Linked DNA regions of Mus musculus: region 2 is linked to region 1. The links are chromatin contacts, called in public HiChIP or PLAC-seq maps. All regions are on one chromosome and are shown on one strand. Each heading gives the region's core, a stretch centred on a gene start, on an enhancer-like site or on the middle of the called end of the contact. The rest is flanking DNA. Distances are from core to core; before and after follow the strand shown.

Region 1 (6,846 bases), core at 2,578-5,077:
TGATTTAACTAAGAAGGGAAGATACCCTGAATATGCCCTATGATTTGGGTCCCAGGGTGAATAAAAAGAAACCAATAAGAAACTGAACTGATGGGGGACTTTTGGGATAGCATTGGAAATGTAATTGAGGAAAATATGTAATAAAAAAATTTAAATAAAATAATAAGATAAGATAAAATAAAATAAAATAAAAAAAGAAACTGAGCTGAGCTCTGTCATTCATGTCTCATCTGCTTACTGACTGTGGGCCTGAAGTTTAGGAAAGGTGAGAGGAGCAGAGATAAAGATATTATTAAAGGTATGATTTTCTAGGTGGGAGGTAGTAGTACCCAGCAATTGCCAACAGTTGTTCAGTTGTTGAAAATAAACAACTCTGTATATGTGTGTGCTTGTGTGTGTGTGTGTGTGTGTGTGTGTGTGTGTGTGTGTTATCCGTAGATTCAAGGGGAGCTGGGAGGGGGCTGGTGACATGACCCAATTCCAGAGCTTAGGTGGGGTAGTGAAAAGCTACATGCAACATCTCCCATAGGATGTTCTGCTTGTTAACTCTGGGCTTCTGCTACCCAACTCCAGATAAAAACATAGTCTCTCCAGGAGCTCCTGTAGTACCAGAAACTTATCCCAAGGGAGAATGCTTCTTGGGGCCTGCCACTGGGTTTCTAGATGGATTTTTGAAGATGTTCCAAGCCTTCTACTAAGAAATCTCCCCTAGACTGATGGACAGTGCTGGACAGAGTTGGTGAACAAGACTGATGACAGAGTACCTAAGGACTGGGTAGATTAGAATGGCATGCCGTGGCTAACTAAAAGTGTAAAAATTGCATCTTAACCTTAAAGTCTTGGGGCTGGAAAACCTCCTCACAGGTTGGTGTGGTTAGAGAGAGTTTGTATCTGGGAGGAGAGGGTAATCATAGAGACCTATCAAGAAAAAGCTTCAGACGAGGTCTAAGAGAGTGAACAAATTCTCCGTTCTGGTTGCCCGCAAAAGGACTCACTTAAATCTGTTATCAAAATATGATTTTTTAAATTTAGATGTTTTGCTTTTTAAAGAATTTTATACATGAGTACTATATTTACATTATTTCTACCTCTCCTTCTGCCCCCTCCAAGTTCTCCCTTACTTCTCCTTACTCCCTCCCAAATTCATGATCCTTGTTTATTATTGTTACATAGACAGATATAGATTATACACCCAATATATACACGTATTTAGGGCTGACCACTTCAGATTAGAAAACCTATCAGGGAGATCATCCCTGGAGAGATAAATTCTTCTGCTCTCTGCAGCCACTATTGCCTGTAGTTCTTCTCCTAGGGGTGGAGCCCTGGGAAATTCCATATCTGTGCTAGCATGTCACCTGGTGCTGTCCTTATGCAAGTCTTCATTAGACAACCATATTGATAAGATTTCATAGATACCACTTCTCGATCTTGTCAAGGAGATCTTGCTGCAAGTGTCCTGGACCTCTGGCTCTTGCAATCTTTCTGCCTGCTCCTTCCATGATGTTCTCTAAGCCGTAGTTATCAGGTTTGCATTGTAGATGCACAGATTGGGATGGGCATCTTAGTACCATTTATTCTTTGCCTTTTGACCAACTTGCAGATCTCCATAATAGTCTCCATCTGCTACTAAAAAGAAGCTACTCTGATTAGGCAGGAGAGCTATACTTAACCTGTAACTTTCATGATTTTTTTTTTTAATGGAGAAGATGTATATTTTGTTTCTTCTTGTTCTGCAAGCCTCTTGCTTTGCATAAAAGAGCAGCAGCCAGTGCAACATATTGTGAGCTTAAGGCAGTAGTCCTTCATATCACACTGTATAGCATACAATTTATTCCACTCCCAGACATTTTCTTTTTTTTAAAAAAAGATTTATTTATATGAGTACACTGTCACTGTCTTCAGACACACCAGAAGAGGGCATCAGATCCCATTACAGATGGTTGTGAGCCACCATGTGGTTGCTGGGAATTGAACTCAGGACCTCTGGCAGAGCAGTCAGTGCTCTTAACCCCTGAGCCATCTCTCCAGCCCAACCCAGACATTTTCAATGGGAAGATTGTTAAGTCTTTTGACATAAACCCAGGGGTAGACATAGACAAGTTACAATATTATATGTGTTGGGAGCAGCCTTTAATCCTAGAACTTAGGAGGTAGGGGCATATGGGTTTCTATAAATTCAAGGCTCTTTCTCAAACAAAAGCAAAAAACCTAACAAAACAAAACACCCCAAATTATGTGAGACTTATAATAACATTGCTATCCCAAAATACAGAATTCTTAGAAGCACTTTTTACTGTAGATAATACCTTGAATTCTGAATAACAAAGCCTAGTCCCTGGTCCAAAGACTGAGTCTAAGGCATGATCAAAAGAGAAGTGCATAATGTTTACCTGCACCCATTAGGAAGTTTGTTGGCACAACACACACACACACACACACACACATACACACACACACACACACACACACACGTATATATTGCTATTTCATTGAATTCTTCTATCTACCACTCTTTCAATCCTTATTACACTCTAACCCTTTCAACCCCACAGCACTGGGTAGGTCAGGCATGGATCTCCTTAGGCTGCTTCCTGCTAATTAGAGGCATCTGGTCTCTAGGGGCAAGACAGAGATCTTCCTTGTCAGAATATCAATGTCCAGAAACCCAACAATGGTAAACCAGCAATCTATTAAAAGCAACAGCAGGAAGCAGCAGCCACCACAGGCCCTTGGGGCTCTTCTGTTTATACCTTCTCCAGAGTCCTCAGAATTTAACTATCTGCAACTGGCAAGAATCATGCCCCTGGTAGTGCAAGAGGAAAGTCATAATCACCTGCTGTGACACAGCCTCTTATTCCACACCTGGGATTAAAACAAAAACATATTCACATAGCATAACTGAGTCTTTAAAGAAACCAGAATTCTCATTACAGAAGCTGTTTTTTTTTCCTAGCAATACTATTGAGAGGAGGTTACACACACACACACACACACACACACACACACATACACACACACATACACACAGAGAGAGAGAGAGAGAGAGAGAGAGAGGAGGGGAGGAAGGGAGGAAGGGAGGGAGGGGGAGGAACAGGGATGGGGAGGGGGAGAGGAGGAGGGAAAGAGAGGGGGGAGGAAGAGGAGGAGGGGGAGAAAGAGAGGGGAATGATAAAGATCATTTAGCCTGTCTATCCACTACTATTTGAAGGCAAGCATGCTGGAGCAAGTTACTTCACCCCATATATTTGAGGGTAGCATAGAAACTCCCCAATGGATTTTACACGTGCTCCCTTCAGCAATGAGTCAAGGGCCTCATGGCATCATCTTGATCATCTGACATAACAGATGCTCTGCAAACACTTCATTAACTACAGTTACTTCTCCCAGCAGAGGAGCATTCACTGGAAGCATTCACACTCTCTGAGCAGTAAACTCAACTTGCTTTTCAATGTGTCCCAACTTCGGGCAGACTATGTAAGCATCTTCCAGTGACTGCTGTACAACGTTGCTGCTTCCCACCCACTATTACAATAACATTTTCTGTTGTCATCTGTTCATGGCCACCCTGAGCTTTGCAGTGAGAAGACAGCACACCTGATGTGCAAGGTAACAGAGTTCTGTGCCCAGGGCCACCAGGAGTGTGGCAGGGCCAGCACCAGGACAGTCAGGCAGCAGTCAATGTCCACTCGCTTCTTGCTACCCACACAGACAGCAACAGGATCATAGGGGTTCTGTCACTTAGCTGTGCCACTGCTACCAAAATAGGACCTTTGACATTTAACCGACCATTTCAAAAATTAATTGCATGAGACACCTTGGTGGTACACTGTAGCCTCCCCTCCCCCAGCTTTAGGGTTCCTCTGTTTACACCTGGATGGAGCTTGCCTGCTCAATCGTTCTGCCACGCCCACTGCTGGAACCTGCCGCTTTGCTGTTTGGAGCCATCCACGTGGTCACCCTGCTACTGGTCCCCCAGACTATTTGGCGGGAATCGGCCCCCCCTTCCTCTCCTACATAACTGCGTGCTGATTTAGTAAAATTGAGCTTTGATCAGAGTTGCTTTTGACTTGGCTCCGTTCTTTCTTCTGTCCGTCTAGTTCCTCTCTTTCAGCCCGAGCTGCCATCTCAGTTGAACCGTTCGTTTCGAGCTGCTGGTTGGCCGCAACAGTACACGCCTTTAATCCCAGTACTATCTAACTGCAAAAGAAACTCACTGAAGTATCTAGAACATGCCCCAGATTTTGGGTTTTGTTTTTTTTTTTTTTTTTTTTTTGCCACATTGGACTTTTAAAGCCTTCTCAATGATATTTACATTATGCTCTGATATTTTAGATGTACATACTATTATTTTCTTTTGCAAAAAGACCTATGTTTGAAGGAATACATTTGCGATTAAAGATTGATTGCCTAGGTCCCTGAAGGAAGCAGTCACATCGCCACGGGTTTAACTTTCTGAAAATTAGCAAATGATGATTCTAAGTGAAGCTATGAAATCTTGGGGCTTTGACTATTCTTATGTATGTGTACAGGTACGTATCGTATATCATATCTGCCTGTGTGCTTATGATTGCATATTGTTTGTATAGTTCCAAATTAGCTTATAGATAAATCAGCACCCACTAAAGTGTAAATTTAGCACAAATGCCCTTTAATTCACATGATTTAAATATATGTGTGTTTATACAATTTTCCAATTTATTTCTATTTTATATTTTATATATAAATTTTTATTTCTGGTTTTATTGAGACAGGGTCTCTCTAGGTATCACTGACTGTTCCTTAGAGATTTACCTGTTTGGGATCAAAGCTACCATTCTTAGCTATGTGAGCATAGTTTTGGAAATATGATAATTTAAGTTTGTTGCTGAAAGAAAAGTAAAGATTTTTTTTAGTTGCCAACTAGAGAGACCTTTCAACAGTTAGATGTGACAGTTAGATGTGACTCCTGCTCTTCCAGATGACCTGAGTTTTGTTCCCAGCTCTCACCTCTGGTAGCTCACAATGGCTGTAACTCCAGGTGATTGTACCCCTTTTTCTGGCCTCTTTGGGCACCTATACACTATGTGTAGTGTACATATTCCCAACCCCGCACCCTGCCTACTGTCAGATCAAACATCGAAGGGACCCATGATAAACAATGCCTTGGGGGACTGTGAGAAAAGCTCCAGGAAAAAAGGGAGATGGCCTTTTACCTCAGGTGCATTTTGTCCCCTGGATTGTCCTTGAACATGATTTTGTGCCTCCTGTGACAAGCATTTACATTTACTGTATAAGAGAGGTTCATTCTTGTTAAATATGAGAACATAGCTATAGAACCCAATCTGGTCAGTGTACTCTGAATCCGGATATGGCCTTCTGCCTTGCTTTCCCAGATTATACCTGGGAAGATACACACCAGGCAATTGTGTTTACATCAGTCTGTCCTGAGGCAGTTCTGGGAACGGGCTGCTCTGTTAATATTTAGTATGTGCTTTCTGGCATTTACTTACATATTTTTCTGATCATGTTTTTTTCTGGCCATGTTTTTCTGAACTCAACCTTCCTTGCATTATTGCTTTTTTTTTTTTTTTTTTTTTTTTTTTTTTTTTTTTTGCTACATTCATATATAGAAGTGTACTGAAATTGAAGTAAGTTTTTCTACACCATTAAACTACAATTTGCCCCGTTCTTTCAGCATCTTGAATCCTGGGTCTTGAAGACACAGTTCTGAATAGGCCATCAAAAGTTGATACCATGCTCATAATTGTTTTATTGATAACAACTGTTTTGCCTAGGCTAGCAGTCAATCCGGATCATACTTATCTGTTTCATACTTAACAGTGGAATAGCCAGTGTTTTCTGCTTCAGGAACAGCAAGCTCTAAGGGCTTATACTGGTAAAATAAATAAATAGATAGATAGATAGATAGATAGATAGATAGATAGATAGATAGATAGATAGATAGATAGATAAAGTCTTGACTGTTACATGATGATATCTTGGGAGGCCTACAAGTAATTATAAAGAGTAAATACATTAAGTAAATTTAAATAAAATGTGTTTTTAAATGCATTCTTCCTGTAACTTAAAAACCTAAACGGTTTTATGATAAACTAGTGTGTCCTGTCCCAAATAATCTTGTCTTGTTTCAAGTTGCCAATTTAAATAATAATAATAATATAATTAAGCAACATAATTTGTTTTCTGAAAGGCCTGGTAGCATATATCCATAATCCCAGCACTCAGAAAGCAAAAGTAGGAAGTTTGTAGTTCAAGGCCAGCCTGAGACACTGTACACAAAATTACTTAAAAAAATCATAATAATTGTAAAAAAAAAAAAAAAGGCCAGTTAGTGATAGAGAATGAATCTTTTGCTAGGAAAAACTAAAGAGGAAATAAAGATACATTTTTGTGGTACTAGATGTTGAACTGAGGGCTCCGTGTGCTGGTAAGTCCTCTGCCACTGTTGATTTTTTACTTTTAGTATTGATATAGGAGCTCAAGCGGTTGCCCACGGCACGGTTTCCTCGAGTTAGCAATCTTCTCGTCATAACGTCCTGAGTAGCTGGAATTAAAGGTCTGCACCACCGTTCTCAGGTAGAGAAAGAAAAATCTTTGCATAACTTCCATATGATAGAACAAGATTTTATTATTGTATAGACTTACTAAAATAGATAGGACAGGACTATAAGATAAGCAAAGGAAAGGAAAACAGTCCAGGATGGTAATTACACAGTCCTGAGAAGTTACTTTGTGTCTCAGAGTGCTCCTGATGTATACAGAGGCCTCTCAAATGCTGCTCTGGATTCTGATACTGACTTTTCTTGGCTGCTAGAGATGCTCTTTATGGTTTTTTTTTTTAAC
Region 2 (6,504 bases), core at 3,680-6,179, 380 kb before region 1:
CTTGTGGGTGGGACCATCTCAGGGCTGGTAGTCTTGGGTTCTATAAGAGAGCAGGCTTAGCAAGCCAGGGGAGGCAAGTCAGTAAAGAACATCCCTCCATGGCCTCTGCATCAGCTCCTGCTTTCTGACCTGCTTGAGTTCCAGTCATGACTTCCTTTGGTGATGAGCAGCAGTATGGAAGTGTAAGCTGAATAAACCCTTTCCTCCCCAACTTGCTTCTTGGTCATGATGTTTGTGCAGGAATAGAAACCCTGACTAAGACAGGTACCAAGGAAAAAAATCGTAGTATATTAAGTCCCACACAGTTTGAAACAGTCTGTAGCTTTTAAATATACCTTTGAAAAGTCTCCAGGGTGTTCAGGACATGAAAGAGAAGATAACAGTGTACAACACTGGGCTTCAGGTGAGCTCATTTGCATGCAAAGATGCAAGGATGAAAGATGCTGGGTTGGTTGGTTGTTTTGGTCTTGGTGTTTTCCAGATGGGGTTTCTCTGTGTAGCCCTAGTTTTCTCAGAACTCATTTTATAGATTAGGTTGATCTTGAACGCAGAGATCTGCCCACCACTGCCTCCTAAGTGCCAGGCTTAAATGAGTGTTCCACCATGCCCAAGCTAGAAAGATGCTTTTTAAATTTTCTCTCAATGGAAGTATTGATAAGGAGATGATTTAGTTTATGTTGTATTAAAAACATGGTGGTAAGCTGAAGGATCGACAGGGAGGGGCGATATTTATCACCCCAGAACTGATAAAGACTTATTCGAGACAATTTACTAGAAGGGTGTAATGGCACACCTGTAATCCCAGTACCTGGTTAGCACAAGAGAATCAAGAGTTCAAGATAAGTTCTTCAGACTTAGCTCTAATAAAGACAAAACAGGAAATGTAAAGAAACAAAAAGCTAAAGAAAAGCTGCTGCAGAAACACAAGAGATACATACCAGTTCGTTCTTTCAGTGCTAACGGTCAGTGTCAATCGTAAACTTGATAAAACCTACAGTCACCTGGGAGATGGGCCTGGGCTTGCCTGTGGGGGACTGTCTTGGTTTTATTAATGGATGTGTAAAGATCCATCGATGTTTCTCACTGTCAGAAGCAATGTGAGCAGCTGTCCAGGCCCCTGCTGTCTTGGCTTCCTGCTATGATGGCCTGTACCTTGAATTGTGAGCCCCAAATCAACTGTTTTCCCTTCAGGCACATTTATCAGAGCATTAGGAAAAGAAACCAGGGTAATTGTCTCAAAGATGTACTCTGTCTAGTGCCAGCTGCTTAAATTGTGGCAAAGAATCTGCTGTTCCACATGAGGGCTTTGGGGGCTTGCTGTGTAACTCTAAGAGGCCTTACAGTTTGGTATATAGTGCAGGCTGGCCTTGAATTCTAGAAATCTTCTTGCCTCAGCATCTTAAAATATAGTTTCACCTTCATTATTCATTTATTTTCACCTTTCTTTAAAAACTGAGGATTGGCCGTAGGACCTCATGTATGCAATGTATGTATGTAGCTTTAACAATGAGCTACAGCCTATCTTCTTGCTGTTTTATTGGTTTGGTTTTTAGATAACGCTCTGAAATGTGCATCTTTGTATGTGCAAGGCTTCTTAAATGCTTTCCACCTGCAGCCAGACACTCCATCACAGTACAATCCAAAGGCGTGCTAATTTGATACATGCTGGGGAACAGTGGTAGGACAATATTAAAAGCATTTTCCACAATGAAGCTATTATGTTTTCAATCTGAGCACAAACTTCGTATAAACGAAAGAAGGAAAACCTGGTATAACAACAGACAATAGTCTTATATCTGAGTTGAGGTGTTTAAGGCAGGATTAAGGTGTCATGTAACATGATCGATAGCGCACACAGGGCAAAACACACTTGAATGTTTAGAACTGTGGTGGTTTACATGAGAAAGACTCCCATAGGCTCAGGTTTTGAACACTTGGTCTCTAGTTGGTTCTGTTGGGGGATGGGGAGGTCATGGAACCTTTAGAGGAGATGCTCTACTGGAGGAAGTATGTCCCTGGGGTGGGTTATAACTTCGTCCTGTCTGTAGTGCTTTCTCTTTTCTTCCTGGGCATGAAGTTTAGATGGGACAGCTCAGCTTACTGCTCCCTGCTGCCATGCCAGCCGTGTGCTGCCATGCCTACACTCCATGATGGACTAGTCCTCTGGAATAGTAAGCTAAAGTAAACGCCTTCCGTAAGTCTCTTTGGCCATGGTGTTTCATCACAACAGAAAAAAAAAATGGATGCAAGACTGAGGGTGCAGGGACATACACAGTCAAATGCCCAGATTCATAATGTCTGATTTTTGAATTAGTTTTTGGTCACTATGCATTCAGAAATCTTTTTCTATCACCAGCTTTTGTGACACCCCCGACTTCAGCAACATGATCCCCACTTTAGGGCTGTGACTCATAGTTTTATGAACTTTGTCATATCCCAGCTTGATAGCCATGCCATAGGTTCAATAAGCAGATGGGTGGACCTCCGGCTGAAAAACAAAGAGTCTCAGTCTGTTTAATGTTGCTATGAGAAAAAACTCAAGACTGCACAGTTTATAAAGAGAAGCAAGTTATATTCCCACCGATCTGGCGGTTGAGAAGTTGAGGAGCTGGGTCCCTCATGAGTCTTCTTGCTGGTGGCAACTTTCTTAGATGGGTTAAGTGGATAGCTTTGTGGAGAAGATGATCCTAATACAAAATCCCTGTTTAATGTGGTGGTCCATGCCTGGAATTCCAATAATCAGGAGATGGGAGCAGGAGGATTATGAATTTGTAGCCAGTCTGGACTACATAGTAAAAAGAGTCAAGTCTTTTTTTTTTTTTAAACACTCTTTTTTTGTTGTTTTTAAGATTTATTTATTTATTATATGTAAGTACACTGTAGCTGTCTTCAGACACTCCAGAAGAGGGCATCAGATTTTGTTACGGGTGGTTGCGAGCCACCATATGGTTGCTGGGATTTGAACTCTGGACCTTCGGAAGAGCAGTCGGCACTCTTAACCACTGAGCCATCTTGTCAGCCCCTCTTTTTTTTTTTTTTTTAATTATTATATGTAAGTACACTGTAACTGTCTTCAGACATGCCAGAAGTGGGTGTCAGATTTCATTACGCATGGTTGTGAGCCACCGCGTGGTTGCTGGGATTTGAACTCAGGACCTTTGGAAGAGCAGTCAGATCTCTTAACTGCTGAGCCATCTCACCAGCCCCAGGATTCTGTCTTGAAGTAAAAGAATACTTTTCCTTTCTAGACAGACCCTAGCTTTCCTGATATACTTGACCTTTGAGCCCAAGGTCAGGGGGATGCAGCTTGGTTTTGTTTGTTTGTTTCTTTCTTCCTGGCAACCTCCGTGTGTGTGTGTGTGTGTGTGTGTGTGTGTGTGTGTGTGTGTGTGTGTGTGTGTGGCATAGCAGGACATCACCTGGTGAGGATTAGGGAACTCCCAAGAACAGAACATTTTTTTCTTTCTGCATTTACTTGCCTAGGATTTTATTCCATACTTCATTTCACACTTATTTCTGAAAATAATTTTGTCATATGGTGTGTGTGCGTATTCCTGCTAAAAATAATCCACCCTGTGTAGTGTAGATGATACACGCCTAGGAACACATCTTCTGCATGCCCGGGAAACCTTCTTCTGGCTTCCCATGTGCAGCCCATGCTTTCCTCGTAGGCTGTCTTTCCCTGGTCCCTCAACCTTTCCCATCTACGGGCTCTTTTCTAGCACCATTTAAACACTCACACCTTTTCCCTCTTGGTTTGCCAGACTTTATTTTTCAGTGCTGGGACTGAACCCACAGAGTTAGTTTTCTGACTCCACAGAAGCGCATGCTACTCCTTTCCTGACCTACTGCGTGAGACCTATCAGACCACTAAATCTCCCTTAGTCGATCTGACAGCAGGTTCTTATTGATAAAGGAATAGATATATTTATATGTACTTCTTTTATTTTTGCAGGGGATTGGAAGCAGGGCTTTGTGCATGCTAGGTGAACATTTTCCCACTAAGTTATATCCCTGGCTCTCATTTTAGTTTTGTAGACAGTCTCACTAAGTTGCCCAGGTTGGCCTTGAACTCATGCTTTAGCCCAGGTGTGCAGTGAACTTTCAGTCCTCCTGCCTGAGCCTCCCAGGTCGATGAATTAAAAGCCTGCACCAACAGGTCATGCCATATTGCTTAATTTTTTATCATTAACCAACACTTAGATCCTAAGATGCTTGCTTTCAGCTCAGCATAGTGGCACACACCTTTGATTCTAGCACTCTGTAGGCAGAGGCAGGCAGATCTCTGAGAGTTCAAGGCTAGCCTGGTATACACAGTAAGATCCAGGACAGCCAGAACTACATAGTGAGACCCTGTCTCAGAAAACAAAACAAAACATGCTTCCTTTCAAGATGCCAGTGCTGTCCTGCTGTCCTGCTGTCCTGCTGTCCTGCTGTCCTGGTTTGATTGTTTTACAGCCCTTCCTGTCAATGATCTTCACAAGTAGGTCCTGGGTCTTCTGTCAAATCTCCCTAAATTATCCATCTTTGCAGCAAGGACAGCAAGACTCCAAATGTAGAGGGATTTGTTCAAGCTTGCATTGGGTGATACCACCTATCAGACTAAGGCACAAACTAGCCTTATTCTGTGTAATATCTAAATCGGTCTATTTCATGCTTGTTGTGTGGGGCACTGGGGATACCGGGCATTAAGATGCTATCTTGCCTCCTCCTCTGCCTCTTGCAATCTGTTTACCCTTTCCTGCCCCTTGCCTGCCCAGCTCCATCACACATCAATGATTTGTTGATGGCTCACTGCATCTAGAAGAGTTTTCTTGATCCTAGGCCTGTGTAGGCTCCTCCTCCTCCTGAATTCTCTGCTGTGCCTTGTGACAGTTCATTTTCATGGTCGACTTCACCGGATTTAGATTCACCTCAGTGACTCATCCTAGGGTGGGTGGGGGAAGGTGCTCGCTGAGCGGTTGGCTGAGAGGACACCACTTACCCTGGGTGACACCTTCCTTGGCGGGAGTCCTAGACTGAATGAAACAGGACAAAGGAACAAGTGAGCTCGGAAGCAGCATTCATCTGTCGTCTGTGGATGAAATGCACCCGCTTTCCTCACAGGCTGTCGCCACATGCAGACTGTGCTCTCCTCTGCCCTCCCCACGTGCTCTCCTCTGCCCTCCCCACCTCCCTAAGTCCCCTTCGTCAGGTGTTTTGCCACAGCAGTGAGAGAAGTAACTCCCACATCCTCTTCCTATTTTCTTTCATTTCTCACATCTTCTGGCGACCCCTCACTTCTCCTCTTCCCATGAGGCCTTTCTTTCTAAGTCTCGAGGTTGGCTCTCTAGTTTAGTCAAAAAGTAGAACCACCACTGTCTCCATTGCATTTCTGTTGCTGTGTTAAAAACCCAGACCCCCCCCCAAAAAAAATCGACTTAGGGGAAGAAGAGTTTATTTAGCTCCCAATTTCAGGTTACACCCCAATTGTAGCAGAGATGTGAAGGCGGAAACTTGAGGCAGCTAGTCCCATGACATCCACAGTCAAGAGCAGAGGGAAATAAATGCATGCTTCCTGTTCATTTATTTGTTCTTATACAACCCGGCACCCAAAAGCAGGGATGTGACACCCACTTTTGGGTCCAGTCTTACAGCAGTTAAAAGCAAGCAATCGAGACAATCACTCACAGACATGCCCACAGGCCATCCTGATCTTCACAATTCCTCCTGGGAACCCTCTTCCCAAGCGATTCTGAGTTGTGTAAAGTAGACAGTTAAAGTTGGCCATCACAGCCGGGGTAACAGGAGTCAAAGTAAACCTTCCATTTCCTCAGGGTGTGGTCCTTAGTGTGCCCATGGAGGCCAGCAGAACCATGGGCGTGGTCCTTAGTGTGCCCATGGAGGCCAGCAGAACCATCTTCAAAACTCATAGTCCCAACACCTGGCATGAGGGTTTTACTAAGAATTTGTTTGCTTTATGAATAAGGAGAAAAATGAGACACTTCACATTAAATATTTGAATTGATACTTGAGAAGTGTTATCTTCTCAAGCAAAGAAAAAAAAATTACTACAGGAGCCTTATTCTGTGTGGAGGTAGACGAGAAGCCTACTGTCTACCCCATCCAATCTGCTCATTCTGTTTGCTTTAATACAGTCCATGTTTAGGGAGACAGACTAAAATCCAGTCATCTTTGTTATTGAACTTCTAAGGGACAAGCTGGTTGTGGTGATGCGTGTCTGAATTCCTGACACCTGGGAGGCAGGAGCAGGAGGATGCAGAGGTGAAAGCCAACATGGGCCGCAGAAGGAACTCAAGGCCAGCCTGAACTTGTGAGGCACTGCCTCAAACAATAGTTTGAAAGAATACTGTCTAGCTATGAACTAAAGTTAAGTTTGGTCAACAGATGAGATAAACTCAATGCAGAAGGTTAAATGGATGAGTCTCTCAAATCCTGCTTTTAATTTAGACAGAGTCTTTCAAAGATCTGCTTTTAATTTAGACAGCATTGTTACCTAGTGAG

Evidence for each region. HiChIP or PLAC-seq counts read pairs in DNA pulled down with a chosen protein or histone mark.
Region 2: a contact with region 1 is called in an H3K27ac HiChIP or PLAC-seq map of regulatory T cells, with 4 times the contacts expected there. The contact joins two enhancer-like sites. A contact is called at or near these places in 2 of 484 Hi-C or Micro-C datasets (erythroblasts and regulatory T cells), 5 of 115 datasets of contacts at active chromatin or transcription factors (T-cell acute lymphoblastic leukemia, bone marrow-derived macrophages, effector CD8 T cells and 2 more) and 3 of 9 other capture datasets (adipose tissue, liver and pancreatic islet).

Annotation. Positions count from the first base shown.
Region 1 is chr13:24,399,097-24,405,942 of GRCm38.p6, reverse strand. All of the region lies in intron 2 of Cmah (cytidine monophospho-N-acetylneuraminic acid hydroxylase), which reads right to left. Among named protein-coding and RNA genes, the nearest start is that of Gm11342, 27 kb to the right of the region's middle. Within about 2 kb of position 3,827, at least 36 of the 459 cell types and tissues checked have an H3K27ac peak or open chromatin away from gene starts, as enhancers often do. A contact at or near this core is called in regulatory T cells, where this site is marked.
Region 2 is chr13:24,784,751-24,791,254 of GRCm38.p6, reverse strand. No RefSeq gene overlaps it. Among named protein-coding and RNA genes, the nearest start is that of BC005537, 14 kb to the left of the region's middle. Within about 2 kb of position 4,929, at least 121 of the 459 cell types and tissues checked have an H3K27ac peak or open chromatin away from gene starts, as enhancers often do. A contact at or near this core is called in regulatory T cells, where this site is marked.